2 separate regions of the Oryctolagus cuniculus genome follow, and region 2 is linked to region 1. A link is a contact called in public Micro-C data. All regions are on one chromosome and are shown on one strand. Each heading gives the region's core, a stretch centred on a gene start, on an enhancer-like site or on the middle of the called end of the contact. The rest is flanking DNA. Distances are from core to core; before and after follow the strand shown.

Region 1 (7,850 bases), core at 1,516-4,015:
AAGCAAACATACAAAAGGGTTCTCCATATCATGTGTCATTAGAAAATTGCAAATGAAACAAGAGTGAGCCAGCATTGCACATCCATTAGAATAGGTGAAATCCAAAACACTGAAAATAGCAAATTCTGGTGAGGAGGAAGAACAACATGGACTCTCGCTCTTTGCTCCTGGGAATGCAAAATGGTACCACCACACTGGAAGACAATTCAGCAGCTTCTTAAAACGACAACAACAACAACAAAACAAACAATCACAATGCTGGGGCTGGCATTGTGGTGCAGTGAGTTAAACTGCTAACTGTGTGCATTGCAGGTGTCCCATATTTGAGTCCTGGCAACTCCACTTCCTACCCAGCTTCCTGCTAATGGCTAGTGTGCCTGGGAAAGCAGGGGAGGATGGTCCAAGTGCTCAGGCCCTGTCACTCACATGGGAGACCTGGCTGGAGTTCCTGGCTCCTGGCTTTGGCCTGACTCAGCCCCAACTGTTGAGGCCTTTTGGGGAGTGAATCTATGGATGTCTTTTTCTCTTTGTCTCTCCCACTTTTTTGTCAGTCTGCCTTCCCAGTAAATAAAATAAAACTTAAAGAAAAAAAAAGCAAAACTAACTTACTCTTCCCATTATGATTCAGAAATTACTGTCCTTGGGATTTTCCCAAATGAGCTAAAAGCTTACATGTACAAAAAACCTGCACAAGGATGCTTATGGCTGATTTGTTAAAAATTTCCAAAACTTGGAAGCAACCAAAATGCCCTGCGTTTATCAATGGATAAATAAACTATGGCATATTTGGACAATGGATATTACTTAATGCTTAAAAGAAATGTGTTATCAAGTCATGAAAAACACGTAGAATTCTGAAAATGTATATAACTAAGTGAAAGAAGCCCATCTAAAAAGGTTGTGCTGTGGGGTGTGCAGGGCGTGCACCACCAACTGTTTGTGCTATGATACCAGCTCTGTGACATTCTGGAAAAGGCAAAACCATGGTGACAATAAAAAGATCAGTGGTTGCCAGGGATGGGGCTGGGAGATATGCATAGGTAGACCACAGAGGACTTTTAAGGCAGTGAAATTAATCTGTATGATACTATAAATGTGGACCAATGTCACTCGGTATTTATCAAAAACAATAGAATGCACAGCACCAAGAGCAAACTCTACTGTAAATGATGAACTTGGATGCTAAGATTGTGTCAGCAGGGGGCATCAATTTTACAACTAAACTATGAAATTATTGATAGGATGCCTCCTGAATAAGCTCATGTTCATGTTTAGAGCTTTGAAGACTAGTTCTTGATGGACAGTGTTCAGAAAAAGTCTCATACATGTTTTCCTTGTATGGTGAGAGATACTGGAAAAAAAAAACTGTGAAATATGGAAAGATGCCTTGCAAGTTCGTAAAAACCAATACTAAGTTGCCAAGGGGACCCTGGGAACAGCCACACTTATGATAAGCTTGTTGGCTCATGGACTAATCCATGGTACCCAACCCATTTGTCTAGCTGGGGCCTGACCGAGCTGTCTCCCTTGGGAGAGCAGCAGCTGCTGTGCGGATGAACCAGGCCCTTAAACATGCTCACCACGCCCTGCCCACCACATCAGTCTTCATGGCTTCCTCAGGGCTCTGTGGTCAAAGAAAGCAGCTATGAATGGCAAACTTATCTTTTGAGTAATTAAAACAACCAGTGAGGCATGGGGTGCAATTTGATGTCTTTTGTGAACCAAGTTTTTAGGGCTAGAGCTTCCCATCTTATTACATGTGTTCTTTGCAGTTCATTATTTGATTTCAATGGTACTTTACATTACTTTCTACATTGCAAGAACTTCAAAAAGAGCCTGTGCAGGAAATCTGTAACTGTTTTGGTCTTTACCCAAACTGAGCTTTTCTGGAAGGATATAAAGAAGCCTTTCTTCTTCCTCAGATCACACCCACTTATTCTGTGCTCATGGAGTCAGTCAAAGGGTCTTCTGCCTTCAGCTGAGAGGGAGGTCACAAGAGGAGGAAATTCGTCTTAGAAAAAACCTACACATTTTACATCCCATAACATCCAGGTTTAAGAATGTGTTCTAAGGATATTATCACTTTGTTCCTAGTGTTACAAATCACGAACAGAATTAGAGTAGAACTCTTAAGCTGATGAGTGGGTGAGTGCAGGAAATCAAAGGAATCAAGTCTTGGAATACAGGAATCAATGGGTTTTCATTCTCCTCTTCATTTCTGTGAATAGCAAGAATATTGAGAATTCACCAAACCAAGCTCCCACAGCAGCAACGTAAACAAGGTCTGAACACCATTTCCAACTGGGACTGGTTTATCACAGAATGCAACTCAAGCCATTATAACTTGGAGTTACACTAGTGATGCTATTCTTTTTGTATCAATTAACATTGCCATGGAAACAATCCTCTTGCTAACAATGCCGTAGTCTTCAGACACTTAATATTCGAAGGTGAATTTAAAGACTTGAGGCTGCTTATTTTCTATAAATTATTCAAGGATATTTCTGGGTACGAACGCATCATCATTTTTTTTAGTGATTAAATTACAGTTTCCTATGAGTTCAAGTTCTTTCTTACACTTCTGCAGAAAGATCTTGCTCAAAAGATCACCTGCCGCTTTTTGGAGGTTTGTTTTGTCTCCATATTAGCTTTTCTGTTAAAAGGGGGAACTCGGGCGCTTGCTGCCTTAACCGGTTGCGCCAATTCTGCCCTTAAATAAACCCGGAGACTCGGAGCTGCGCGCTCCGGCGAGGTTGGACCTTTTCGGGTGCCGCGGGCTCCCGTAGTCGAGGAAAGCACTGATTGGCTGAAGCTGGAAAGTGCCGCTTCCTCGGCGGTTTCGGTTTTCGCTGCGATTGTCCGTGGAGGCCGGGCTTGGGGGCCGCCTGGAGTGAGGGTTCTGGATCCTGGCCGAGAGGTGAGCCGGACTGCCGCGTGGGCATACGTCGGGGCCGCGCGCGCAGCCTCAGGTTCGAGGCCCCCGGGTGCCGTCTCGCGGAGAAGCGGCGACTGCAGCGGCTCCGGGCCCGGGGAGGAGGGCCCGGCGGGAGCGGCTTGGCACCCCTGGAGGGAGCACGGACCTCGGAGCCCGCCGGAGCCGGTGCCGGCGGAATGCCGCGCCCACGCGCTCTCGAGCGGGCTTGGGGTGGCCGCGGGGTCCCGGGTGGTCGGCGCCGGGAGCGTGTGGTGAGCTGCGGCACCGGCTCAGCTCCCAGGGAACCCCGACGCTAGCCCGGGGATTCCGCGGGAAAGCCGAGCCCGCAGGCGGGTCCCGGCTCCGCCCGGTACTCAGGACCACGCCACGAGGGTGGCTACGGCAGATCTTGGGAGGAGCTGGGCGGTCGAGTCGGGGCCCCAACCCGGTTCCCATAGTTTTCTGGGCGGGAATGTGCACGTGCGAGCCGTGTGGGTATGTTGCTTCGGACGACTGAGAACCGCAGGTGCACCTCGCGTTGATAAGGCTCTCCCCGAGTGCCTTTCTCCCACCTCTCCCTATCAGTTAGACGGGACTGTTGTAGGCAACTTGGAAGTGGAGAAGCTAGTCCTCCCCAAATCCCACCAGCCACGGTCTCTTGCTGTTGTGTGTACTAGTTCGTGCTGTAGCTAAGACGGTACACATTTTATTAACAGTATCGATTTCCGCTTCCGTTTAAAAACTCCATCTAAGTATCTGTCATTTCTGGTTTTGTATTTCCCTTAGCTCGGCTGCCCAGTCTGTCATTGTGTAAGTCCCATACATTGCTTAGCTATTCCCCTACTGTGGAAAAATCTAAGTTGTTTTTCGGTTCCTGTTTGATTTTAGTATCCATGATAAGAAGTTTCCCTAACAGTGTTGCGGTGTTTTCTCGAGCTGGATTCGCAGAAATTACTACATTACATTCTGTAATCATATAAGGTGTTTCTTTAGTCTTCATACACATGGACAGCTTGTCCTCAAAAACAGCCCTAGTAGTTTACGTAATTTTAATACAACTGAGCTTATTTCATGAAAAGTCTGGTGGCTCATAATATATTTCCAACCTGCCAAACAGGGAGGTGGAGCGTCTGTTTGCAGGTGCTGTCATTTATGACTGCAGTGTTGGGCAGTTCTGCTTGCTTGAATCTTGTGCGGGAATCTGCAGAGGCATGTGAGAGTATGAGTGTGTGTGTGTGTGTGTGCACGCACATCCACGCGTGTGTGTATTTTGGAGTTACTGCGTAGGCTAACTGAACGTTAGAGCAGAGAGAGATTTCAGTGGTCATCTGGCATAATTCCCTTATTTTGCAGATGAGAAAGCCGGGGCCTTGAGAGGTGAAATGATGAGTTATCCAAGTCACAGCTAATTCGGTAGCAGAGCTGGAATTAGAACTCAGGTTTCCTGCCTCCCAAGTGAGTACTCTTCACGCAGCATCAGACAGACTCTCACCAAACTGTGGCACTTGGATTTGCTCCTTTTAGAATTGTGCCGAGTGACTTGTTGAGAGGTTTTAATCATCTGAGGTATCCATAGCACTGGAAAATGAAAGAGTGACATTTGCAAGGCCAGGACTAGAAGTTCATTACATAGAAAGGCCACCCCTTCAAGAACTTGACAGTTGTTTTCAGATTCCCTGTATCTGGGAATAAAATATCCCTAGTAAGATATAACTAACACTTCATCATCTGGTTAGACTGAACTGTGTTCATTTTCATTTGTTATACCTTGATGATTTCTTTAAAATTCTTGTTTTTAAGACCAGAGAATGGTGGATTTTTTTTTTTTTTAATTTTAGGGCTTATTGCAGGATCTCTCAGTGTAGTCAACATGTGGGACTAGCTAATCCTCCGCTGAGGGTGCTGCGCTGTGTGTGGCAGAATGTGTAGCGAGACTGGTGGTCAGTGTCCCCCAGGCACCAGCAGTACCCTCTGTCAGGTAGATAATCCAGAGATTTCCCAAGTTCCCCAAGGGAGGGGGCAAGACCACTTGCCTAGAGGAGTTACCTGGGGGACTTCCTGAGGGAGGGGGCAAGACCACTTGCCTAGAGGAGTTACCTGGGGGACTTCCTAAAGTGGAGATTGCAGTGCCTCTTGGCCTGAGTGTGCTTCAGGAATCTGCATTTTGAAGACATTCCTGCAGATTCAGACGCCCCTTGTTCTTGACAGCCCACAACCCTTCCTGTTTTCTCTTTTCCATTTCCCCCTTATTTGGTGGGCAGTAATAGCCTTACCACTAGGTTACTAGCTATTTAAATACATGCATGATAATGTACTGGTCACTGTACCCGTAATTGGGGCTAGCAGGCATGGGGCTGGCACAGGGGTATTGCTTGGCACTGGCCTTGAATTTCTCTCCCACAGCCTTAGGCAACCTGTCGCAAATCAACCTGACGAGGGCTGTGACAGGGTGGACAGAGGTGCTGTGAGTGGACGGACTTGGCCCTTGGAAGTAGCCTCCATTGACATCTTCAGAGGCCAGGCAGGCACTCCCGTGGGGAGTATATTTAGAGAGCTGTTCCTACTCGCTGTCTGATGCCCTCCTCAGACATGGATATGAGTCCAGTGCTGTGTTTACTTGAGTTATAAGGTTAGGCTCCCTTGCAATTTTTTGCTTCTCAAATTGTTTTCACCCTAAACTCTGAACACCCTAGCTCCCCAGGTGAACTTTGCCCAGACAAAGGATTTGCACATCTTCGGCTCGGTGGCATGGCTCAGAATCGCGCTGGGTGTGTTTCGTCCCACTGGCCGTGATGTGTGTTTGCAGGCTAGTTTACAGTAGTCATCACTAAAGGGCATTTCCCCTGCAATGCTACTACTCTTGGACTGAATCTCTCTCTCTCTGGCCATTCCCAGGTGTGACAGGAGAACCTTGGCGTATTCGGAAGGGCCGCTGTGTGTACCTTCGACAGGGCTCTGGCTTTGGGGTCAAGCCTTAGTTCTGCTTTCCACCTCACGGGCTTTCTACGTGAATCCCAGCTTTGGCTGAGTACAGTTTGGTCTTGTTTCCCCCCTGTTCTTTTCCCAGAAAACCCCGCAGGGAGGCTCCCAGGTATTCTGTGCCAGACCTCTTGGTTGCTTCTGACAGGAAATATACTGCCTCTGCCTTCGTAGCCGTTTAGGAAAATAGGTCAGTGAGACCAGGCCTGGGCAGGAGTCCGTGGAGGGGGAGGCGCAGAGCATGACCGTGGCTTGCGTTTTGAAGGGAGACGTGTAGGCAAGGTGACCCTGCAGAACGAAGAGGTTTTCCTCCGCATGTGTTCATGGTTCAAGAGTCTCATCTCTTGCTTCAGAGGTTGTCAGAAGTGTTCCTTCTGCCTTTTCCAATTTAAAAGATGAAAACTTAAAATTACTTGAGCCAAGCGATGGGAAAAATTGTGATGTCAAGACCAATTTACTCATACAAAATGGATTTATGGGCGAGTCATTAAGTTCCAGGGAGGACCCAGGAAGCCTAATGAAGACTAATGTAAAAGATGTGGCTCTCCTGAAGTGATGTGTAAAATGTGTTTGAAGCACCCAAAGTCCTTCCAGATACTTTCAAAAGTATTTTTCACGAGAGATTTAGCCGAAGGCAGGCACTCTGCAGGACAGTCGAGGAGCTCGTTGGTAACCCTTCCTTTCGTGTGACTGACTGTTCTTCCAGGGAGCAGAGCCCCATCTAGAGAAGTAAGTGACATAAGACCGTAGATCGTGAAGGTTATTTCAGAGACAGCCAGATGCCAGAACTAAGTGACGTGGCTTCTCTGCACTCAGCTCCCCAAAGCAGAACACAGAACCCAAGGACACTCCTGCTTACACAGCCCTCCTCTTCCCCACACCCCCAGATGCCAAAAACTGACAACAGCATTCCCCTTCCTGATTCGTCAGAATCACCCAGGATCACACAGACGGACTCCCGGGTCCTGCCCCAGAGCTGTTGAGTGGAGTCTCCAAGGGACCCTAATGATTCGGGTCTGGGAACTAGACTTGGAGCTGCAGCCTGTGTTCCGCGTGAAGGAGCCCTTCCACAGCTTTTTCTCCGGCCCCTGTATGTAGCGTTTACCTTCAGATCCAAGCGCGTGGCCCCTTGTCTTTCTCCTTTCACTTGGTGGACTCCTTTTCCTTCCAGCTTGGCTCAGGCGTCGTATTCTCCAGAAACTGTCCTTGGATCTGCCGCACCTGGGCTGGACGATTCTTTCTGTGGCCTTCTCTGTACGTACTTCTGTGCAAATAGACCCGTTGTGAAATTCTCCATCTTTTTTTTTTTACCCCTCTTTAGTGTAGACTCTGAAAGTCCAAAGCCCTGTGTGCCTGCGTCTCAGCAGGTATTCTGTGCAAGTGTGACATGTTGACTGCCTTCCCAAGGGGACGGATGTGATTGCAATAAAGATGAGGCCTAATAGAGGCATTGTCTTTAGTGAGACTAGGAAAACTTATCTGTGCTTTTTATAAAGGTGTGGAAAGTTAATACCATTCTCAAAAGAGTACTGTTAAACACCTTACAGTCTAGGGTGGTATTCTTTCTTAAGATTTTATTTGTTTATTTATTTGAGAGGCAGTGTTACAGACAGTGAGAAGGAGAGACAGAAAGGTCTTCCATCTGCTGGTTCACTCTCCAAATGGCTGCAATGGCGGGAGCTGGGCCAATCTGAAGCCAGGAGCTTCCTCCGGGTCTCCAACACAGCTGCAGGGGCCCATGCACTTGGGCCATTTTTCACTGCTTTCCCACGCCGTAACAGAGAACTGGATCAGAAGAGGAGCAGCCAGGACACGAACAGGGGCCCGCATGGGAGGCCAGTGCTACACACAAAGGCTTGGCCTACTATGCCACAGGGCTGGCCCCACTGTCACTAATTTTTAACTCTTCCAATTTTTTCTTTTCAATTTATTTTTCATGCTAAACTGTAAATATGTG
Region 2 (7,850 bases), core at 1,726-4,225, 210 kb before region 1:
CGCACACGCTCGCGCGCTGCCCGAGCCCGAGACACCATAACCTTAACCCTTCCCCCACCCTCCGTGAACTTCAGGTGACCGACCACGTCGGCCTGACACCCGGGCGGGCGGGCGCTCCGGCTCCGCTCCCCCAACCCCCCAGCCCGGGTTTTTGCAGGATCGGCTCCCGGCAGCGCCAAACCGCCGGCAGAGAGGGGAGCGGCGCGGGGGGGGGGGGGGAGCGAGAGGAGAAATTGACCCTCCGTCTCCCCCGACCCCTCCCTCCGGCGCCTCCCGCGTCCCCTCCTCCCGTCACCCCGCCCCACGCCTTCTCCCCTGCCCCCTCTTCCCTGCATTCAAGGAGCCGGGCGGCCCCGGGGGATATTTTTAGTTGCTTCTTTCTCCTGCACTTTTAGCTTTAGCAGCATCTCGGAACACTCAAAGCGGAGAAAGATTGGGGGGGGGGGGGGAGCTGGAGAGGGAGTGGGGGAAAAGTTAAGAGTCTCGCAAAGAAAAGCCGGAGGGCGGGCGCTGAGGGACCGGGGGCGCGGGTGGAGGAGGGGACGGGGACCGGGCCGTGCCGCCGGGTGTGTGTCTCCAGTTGGTGTGTGTGGCTGCCGCCCGGGAGGGCTGTGATGCACTTTAGTCCTGGACTCTGCTCAGGCTCGCCGGGGAGGGGGTTCTGAGAGCCCGAAGTCTCGCCCGGCTCCGTCTGCTCCCACTGACCCCGCATTTTATTGCGGCCAGGAGCCCTGCTCCTCCCTCCCCTCGCCTCTGCAGGGACCTCGCGCGCCGCGAGCCGCCCTGCCTCCTGCCTCCGCCTCGGCGCAGCTCCCGCACCCCACATCCGCCCGCCGCTGCCCGGCCTCGCCCCCCGCCCGGCCGCCCCGCAACACCCGCGCCCCCCCTCCACCTCAGCGCCCCGGCGCGCCCCCTCGCCCCGGCGCCGCGGGAGCAGCCCGCCCGGCGGCGCGTGTGTGCCCGTGTGTTTGTGTGCGGTGCCCCCACACCCTCCCCGGCCGCTCCCGCCTCGCCCGCCCCCGACTCCCCTCCTCCGCCGCCGCCTCCTCCACCTCCGCCTCCTCCTGCTCCAGCCGCCGCCGCCGCCGCTGCCGCCGGCGGCTCCGGGGCCGACCAACCCCGGCGCAACCTTTAGCCGGAGACGGACCTCTCCCTGGATCCCGAGCCCGGCGGGCGGCCGCGCGCCCTCGCCCCGGCACCCCCCAAACGCCATGTCACGGCCCCCGGCCCTCCGCGCGCCCCGACCCCCGCACCCTCGGGCACCGGGATCCACAAGGAATTTTTTTTTTTTTTTAAAGATTCCAACCTCTCCCACCTCCTCCTCCACCCCCCCCCATTAAAAAACCCCCGGCATCCACACTACTCCCCTCCTCCCTTCTCCCGCCCCCTCCCCCCAGCAACCCGGAGTGAGGAGGGGGAGGGGGAGGGGACGGGGAAAAAAAGCCCGATCTGAAGGGAAAAAAGAGGGGGGGTGAGAGAAAGAAAGAAAAAGAGAGAGAGAATAGAAAGGGCACGGGGCTGATCATCACCAACATGGCTGCCTCAGCATAGACCTAAACGAGGAGTAACCCGGGCTGTGTCTTTGTCAGTTTCACCTCTGTAACCCTAAACTAATGCAGAAAACAACGGAGGAGGCTGCGGAGGGGAAAGAGGAGAGGGAGGGCGAGAAAATGGCACGAGAGGAGGTGGAGAAGGGATGACTTACGTGAGGGAAGGCGCTTGGGCTGCTCCTGCTTCCTCCTGGGCATTTTCCCCCTTTTCTCACATTCTCCTCCTCGGTTAATGTGAGATCAAATAAACCCCCGTGGGGGCAGAGGCAGACACTGGCAGGAGCAGGGAGGTAGTTGGGGGGCGGGCGGGCGGGCAGGGGGAAACCCCTTCTCTCCGCTGTGGGCAATGGGTTGAAGCTGGTTTCCTGGAGCCAGAAGAGGGGTTTTCTTCTTTTCTTTCCTTTCTTTTTTTTTTTTTTTTTAAATTTTTGGTCGTGCACCTGGCTTGTCCGCGAGCGTAATATTCTTCAATGGAAACGGATCTAATAGGTGTGAGTGTGTGTGTGTCCTGTGCTCGCGTGTGTGATGGGAGGTATAAATAAATGAGTGCCGGTGCGGCGGTGTCTATGGCCGCGCTCTGTGTCTCCGAGCCCCTAACACTAATGTCGGGATCAAAGGGCAGCGGCGGCGGCAGCACAGCTCGCAGCTCGCTCTCTCGCTCGCTCGCTCTCTTTCTCGCTCTCTCTCTCTCCTCTCGCGCGCTCTCTCTCTCTGTCACACACACACTCACACACACACAGAAGCACAGACTGAGGGAAAGAGCGAGAGCTAGACACACACACGCGCGCGCACACACACACACACATACACACACACACAGCCAAGAGGAAGGTGCCCTAGGCTCCCAGGGCGGACTCAGCCTCAGATTTACAACCGCTCGGTCTGCAGAGACTGGGGGGCGCGCGCGCGGGGGTGGGATGGAGTTCTTCGCGTCTATCCCGCTAGTCGCCACATCTAGGGGGAAAAAAGTTTTTCCCACTCTTTCGACCACGATCGGCTCATTATTTTTCTGATTTCTGAAGAGGAGAGAGGTTTTGCTCTGAACTTTCTTTTGTTTATTCCACTGCGTTTTGTTCTGTATAAAAGGCTTCAAGGCTTTGGTCGCTCAGAGGAGGACTCCCTCACCCCCATCACCTGGACTCTGGGGGCTACACTCTCCCAAAACGTGCCCATAAAAATAATTTTTTAAAAAATAAAAAGACAGCATATGGTGCAGGCGATAAGGAGGTGGATGGTGTGAGTGGCTCGGTTTTTGGAGTTGTCCAGTGGAGTTAAAACTGAAAAATGCTGTCCTAAATGAGAATTACAGCCCCTTGACAAAGGGGGAAAATAAGATTAGGTCACCCCTGATGGGTGGTTCCAGTGCTACCTGATACTCCTGCACCAGGCACAGCAATCCTGACTTCTGAAATGTCCAGTTCTCCCCAGCAGCAAAGCAGGTAGGCGAAGTTTACCCTGCACCAATGCCAGTGTGCATTCTATGAGCCCAAGATACTTTTCATTAGCTGAAGCACACTTTGATTACTTTACAAATCACACATCGCTCTTCAAAGAGCAGCAGAGAGAGAGGGGAAAAAAACAGAAAAGGACGGGTCTCACTCTGGCACAAAAGGTAGTTGGTGAAAGAGGACTTGGGTCTCTTTGTGACTTGCAGTCATTTGGATAAAAGTTCACTCAGAGGTTGTTAATGATTTAAACTCCAAAACCTGCTACTATAATTGAAGTAAAAAATGGTCTGAAGAAGAGTTGTTTCATAAAACTCTCTTTGTCAAGGGAAACTTTGAACTTAGCAGAATACATTATGTGTCATGAGTCAGATGTAGCTAAAAAATAAAAAGGTGCATTATTTAACTACATCTTCCCTTTTTAGCTTTTGAAGAACTGACTCATCATCTTATTATGTTAAATATTTTCCTACCAATTTTTAAATAGACTTTTCCCTCAGAGGAGGTGGAGGCATGGTGCAGATAGAGAACATTCAAATGACACTCTATAAGTTTACGTGAATAACAGATGTCTCTTTGAGGTTCTGACTTAGTTCTGACAACTACAGTGGTGTTACAGAGAGCCATGGGGGTTAAGTTCCAAAGCACTCCTTTGAAAATAACAATAGGGCTTTATAGTGCACACTTTTATTAGCAAAGCTTAAAGAGCACTGTATCTCCCCAAAGATGTCTTTCATTGATAATGAAATCTCAGGATGAACCCCTCCCTGCCAGCTCCCACTGGAAGAACTAGCCTCCCAGCGACAAGTGTGCCATCTGAATGAAGCAATAGTTTAAAACACCTGCTTGAGTTCAATCTAAAACCAAAACAGAGAGCAGGCAAGTTTAACATGGTTTTCCTTAGCCTTAAAACACTGCTTCCTGGAATGTTGATTAAAACAAAACAAACAAACAGACAAAAGTAGTCCGTGAAGTTTCTCTGTGTTATCATTTGAAGTAGAACTACCTTTCAATTCAGAACAAATTCAGCTGGCCATGATTCTGTCTATTGTCAGTAGCGCTGCACTTGAAATTGATATTTGAATGATACATCAGACTAATGATACATCATTCATTCTAAGTCAACCCACTGCCCTGAGTGTGTAGGATCCTTCCCACCTAATACAGGGTACACAGAAGGTCCTGACACCCCACCACTGCTTCCTCAGAACCTTTGCCTGGGATGCTGAGTATCACTATTCTGCAATGGACACCTCACCACCTCTCCCTGAATTGCTGTGACTGCTTGCAATGTTTACTACGCTGTAATTGAAAACACACTTTAGGCCTTTCCTCAAAACAGAGTAGATTTCCTGCGACCTTTTAAAGGCATGGAGGCAAATGCTGTCAACTTTTAATTATATAGGTGTTCTATCAACAGCCAAAAGCATTTTTAAATTGAATTTATTCATACCTCCACCTCTTTCCAAAAATTATTTGAAGTTGTACACAACAATGGAAATGGAAATAAGGACAGGACAATCTCTGTTTAAATCTCACGTTGGTATCTCTGTGTTATAAAACACTCTTCAAGGTCATTTGCATCTCATCCTCAATTGCTCTCTGCTCAGGCAACACAAACTAATTTTAATGAAAGACTAACCTAAAATATTAGGAAGATAAATTGCTGAAGGTTACTATAATGGGTTTTAATATGAAATGAGTAAGTGATTTTGAGAATGTACGCCTTTTGAAGGCCCAAAGCTACGAACTGTTAGCAGGGATTATTGTGGACCATGGTTGCAATATTCTGTTTGAATCACTCCCATGGACAAAGATTTTAAAAGCTTATCTTTTCTTAATAATTAGAGCACTTTCTCCACCTCCATCTCCATTACCTACCAAATGTAAGATTAAAATAGATTGTGCATTCTAAGAAGATGTTTCATAAGCGCTTGCTTTCACAAGCGTAAATTCACTCCACGCTCAGGTATTGCTAAAGGTGGATTAGAAAAAGAGAGCAGCATTGTCCGGGAGGTCAAAATCATTCTCATCATAACACCAAGGGCTTCTTTGTCCTTGAACCTTTGTTTACATTTGCAGTAATGATGCAAAAGCAATGGCAGATAAATGCAGGTGCCTTAGCCTAAATCAAGGCACAGGCACCAAAATGCAGTGATAGTCTTGGTGTTCTTCACTGCCATGTGCTTAGAGAAAGAAAAAAAAAAAAAGAAAGGTTAAGAATGTCCTTGATGGAGCAGTAAAAATTATTAATTTTATTAAATCTCAACCCTTGAGTACAAGCCTTTCAAATAGTCTTTGTGACAAAGTGGTAGGTACATATAAAGCACTTCTGCTGCACACTTAGGTGCATCCGTTGTCTGAAGGAAAATCACTCATGAGATTGTTTGAAATAGCTGCTATTCCTCATCAAACATGACTTTTTCTTTAAGGAATGACTGACAGACAAACTCAGACTTGGGTACTTCTCAAAGACATGAGCCTGTGACCTCAAGGAAAACAATGCATAGTGTGTTTTGGCAATGCCCACACTTGCACTTACAAGCAGAAATTAGAATTTGAGATAACTTGTATCCATCACCATGAGTTTAACAGCTTGCTAATACCTAAAGGCTTTTCTGATGAGATCTGTGGTGACGTTAATACATGTGACATTTTGATATTGTGTCAACATTTTGGAAGATTTGCATAATACCTTGAACGAATATCTTTCAAATGATCAATGCATGGTGTTACTAAATAGTGCTGTAATAAAAGATCTTCTTAAAAGTACAAGGTAGACCAATGGATTTTACTTGAAAAGTTCATGGTTATGGTTGCAGATTCCACACTCCAAATAACCTTTAAGAAACTATCACTTTCTTTTTGCTATGTGAAGTTTCCCCCCAAAAAAATAAAATTAGATATACCATATGATCCAGTTATCCCACTTCTGGATATACATCTTAAAGAAATCAAAGAGATACCTGTACTCCTGTGTTTATTGCTGCACTATTCACAAAAATGAACCTAACTGCCCATGAATAACTAAACAGATAGAGAAAATATAGTAGATATATACAGTGGAATCTTATTTATCTATTTTTTAAAAAAGGATGGTATCCTATCATTTGCAGGAAAATGGATGGAACTAGAGGACATTATGTTGTGAATAAGTCCAACAGAAACAGACAAATGCTGCATTTTCTCTCTCCTATGTTGAAGCTAAAAAAATTGATCTGAATGTAGAATAGGGGTTCCTGGATGTTGAGAAGGGGGTATGCAGAGAGGCTGGTTGGATAGGGAATACCAAGACAGTGGTAAAAAAGAGTATGTTCTAGTGTTCCCTGGCACAGCAGGGGGACCACATTTACAATAAACTGTTACACATTTTATGAATAAATAAAAGACAGGCACTCATAGACTCCACATACAAAGGGTATCACAGTGATAAATGTTGGGGAGAGAAAAATGTGAATTAGCCTGATTTTGCCAGTTGTCATTGATCGAAACATCACTCTGTATCCCATAAATATCTACAGTTATTGTGAATCTTAAAGCTTAAGGAGATGAACACACTTTTACTAAGCTAATTTGATCATCACACACATGAATATATGTATCAAATTGTTACAATATACCCATAAATATAATTAGAACAATAATAACTTTTTTAAAAAATAAAAAACTCCTCACATTTTAGTGTACGATCAGAGATGAATATCCACAGTTATCTGAAGATGCTAATTTCCTCCTGCCTCCAAGTATATATCTGTGTGAGACTGGATTTCCTCTCTGTACATCTTTAACCAAAGCAACCTATTGCAACAGATAAAATGCAGAAGCAGATTTGAGAATGCAGCTGCATTCTATTAGGTCAGGCATCATGGAGGTTTGCAGAAATGTAAAGCAGCAACTTCCCTCTTCTCATGCAATGTTTCGTTTTGAAACTACAGCTATTTTTCATAAAAAAAAGTGCAACTTGTGTTGAATATTGTGATTTACAGATAAAAGTAATAACTTTTTAAATTGTACAGTTTGAAATTTTAAAAATTTGTTTGAAAGGCAGAGAGAGACAGAGAGTTTCCATCGTTTAGTTCACTCCCCAAATGCCTGCCACAGTCAGAGCCAGGCCAGACCAGGCCAGGAGCCCACCTTGGGTGGCAGGAACGCAAGTACTTGAACTTCATCTGCTGCCTCCTAGGGTGTGGGTTAATAGGAAGCTGGATCAGAAGCAGAGGAGCCAAGACTCGAACCAAGGCACTCTGATATAGCATGGGGGTGTCCCAAGGGTGAATGAGCAGCCCTGACAAATGCCCACCCCTACAATTGTACAGTTTTAATGAGCAACTGTCAGTAGATCTAACCTATATAAACCAAAACTCTCTGGGGTCCTCTGTAACTTTTTAGAGGATAAAGAGATCCTGCTACCCAAAAGTTTGAGAAATTAAGATGCCATTAAAGAGAAAACAAAACTTGGAAGGAGGATTTACTAGAGATCCTAGAATCCAATTGTAACGAGTTGATCCTCCTTGTCCAATGAAGTCCACTTAACCCCAGAACTGAGAGTGGTCTGTGCCCAGCCACACGAGCGCCACAGATGAGATGACTTACGACAGCTAGGGTGGAGAAGGGGCAGTGTATCCAGTCTTGTTGACACGAGTGATCCAGCTACCCGGAGGAGCCGGGTACTCTGAACAGAGAGATCTCGCCCCAGACCCTCTAAGGAGATTAAAACTCACGAGGGCCCTTCTCTTTCCGGAGGCCCCAGCCATCTGCCTCAAGAGAGAAGAGAGGACACGCGTCACTCTCAAGGTGCTTCAAGTCTGACATTTTGAATACCGAGCGCCTGGCCCAAAGCAGAGATGTGGGTCTG

What was found. A called contact is a pair of places that touch in the nucleus more often than the background predicts.
Region 2: a contact with region 1 is called in a Micro-C map of ear pinna, with 4 times the contacts expected there. The contact joins the promoter of ZNF827 here to the promoter of LSM6 in region 1. A contact is called at or near these places in 2 of 6 Hi-C or Micro-C datasets (ear pinna and an unstated tissue).

What each region holds. Positions count from the first base shown.
Region 1 is chr8:18,667,142-18,674,991 of mOryCun1.1, reverse strand. LSM6 (LSM6 homolog, U6 small nuclear RNA and mRNA degradation associated) reads left to right here and starts at 2,765. Exons shown (of 5, transcript XM_008267385.4): 1 at 2,765-2,917; 2 at 7,065-7,147.
Region 2 is chr8:18,874,092-18,881,941 of mOryCun1.1, reverse strand. ZNF827 (zinc finger protein 827) reads right to left here and starts at 2,975. Exons shown (of 15, transcript XM_051820031.2): 1 at 1,706-2,975. The coding sequence starts at 1,748.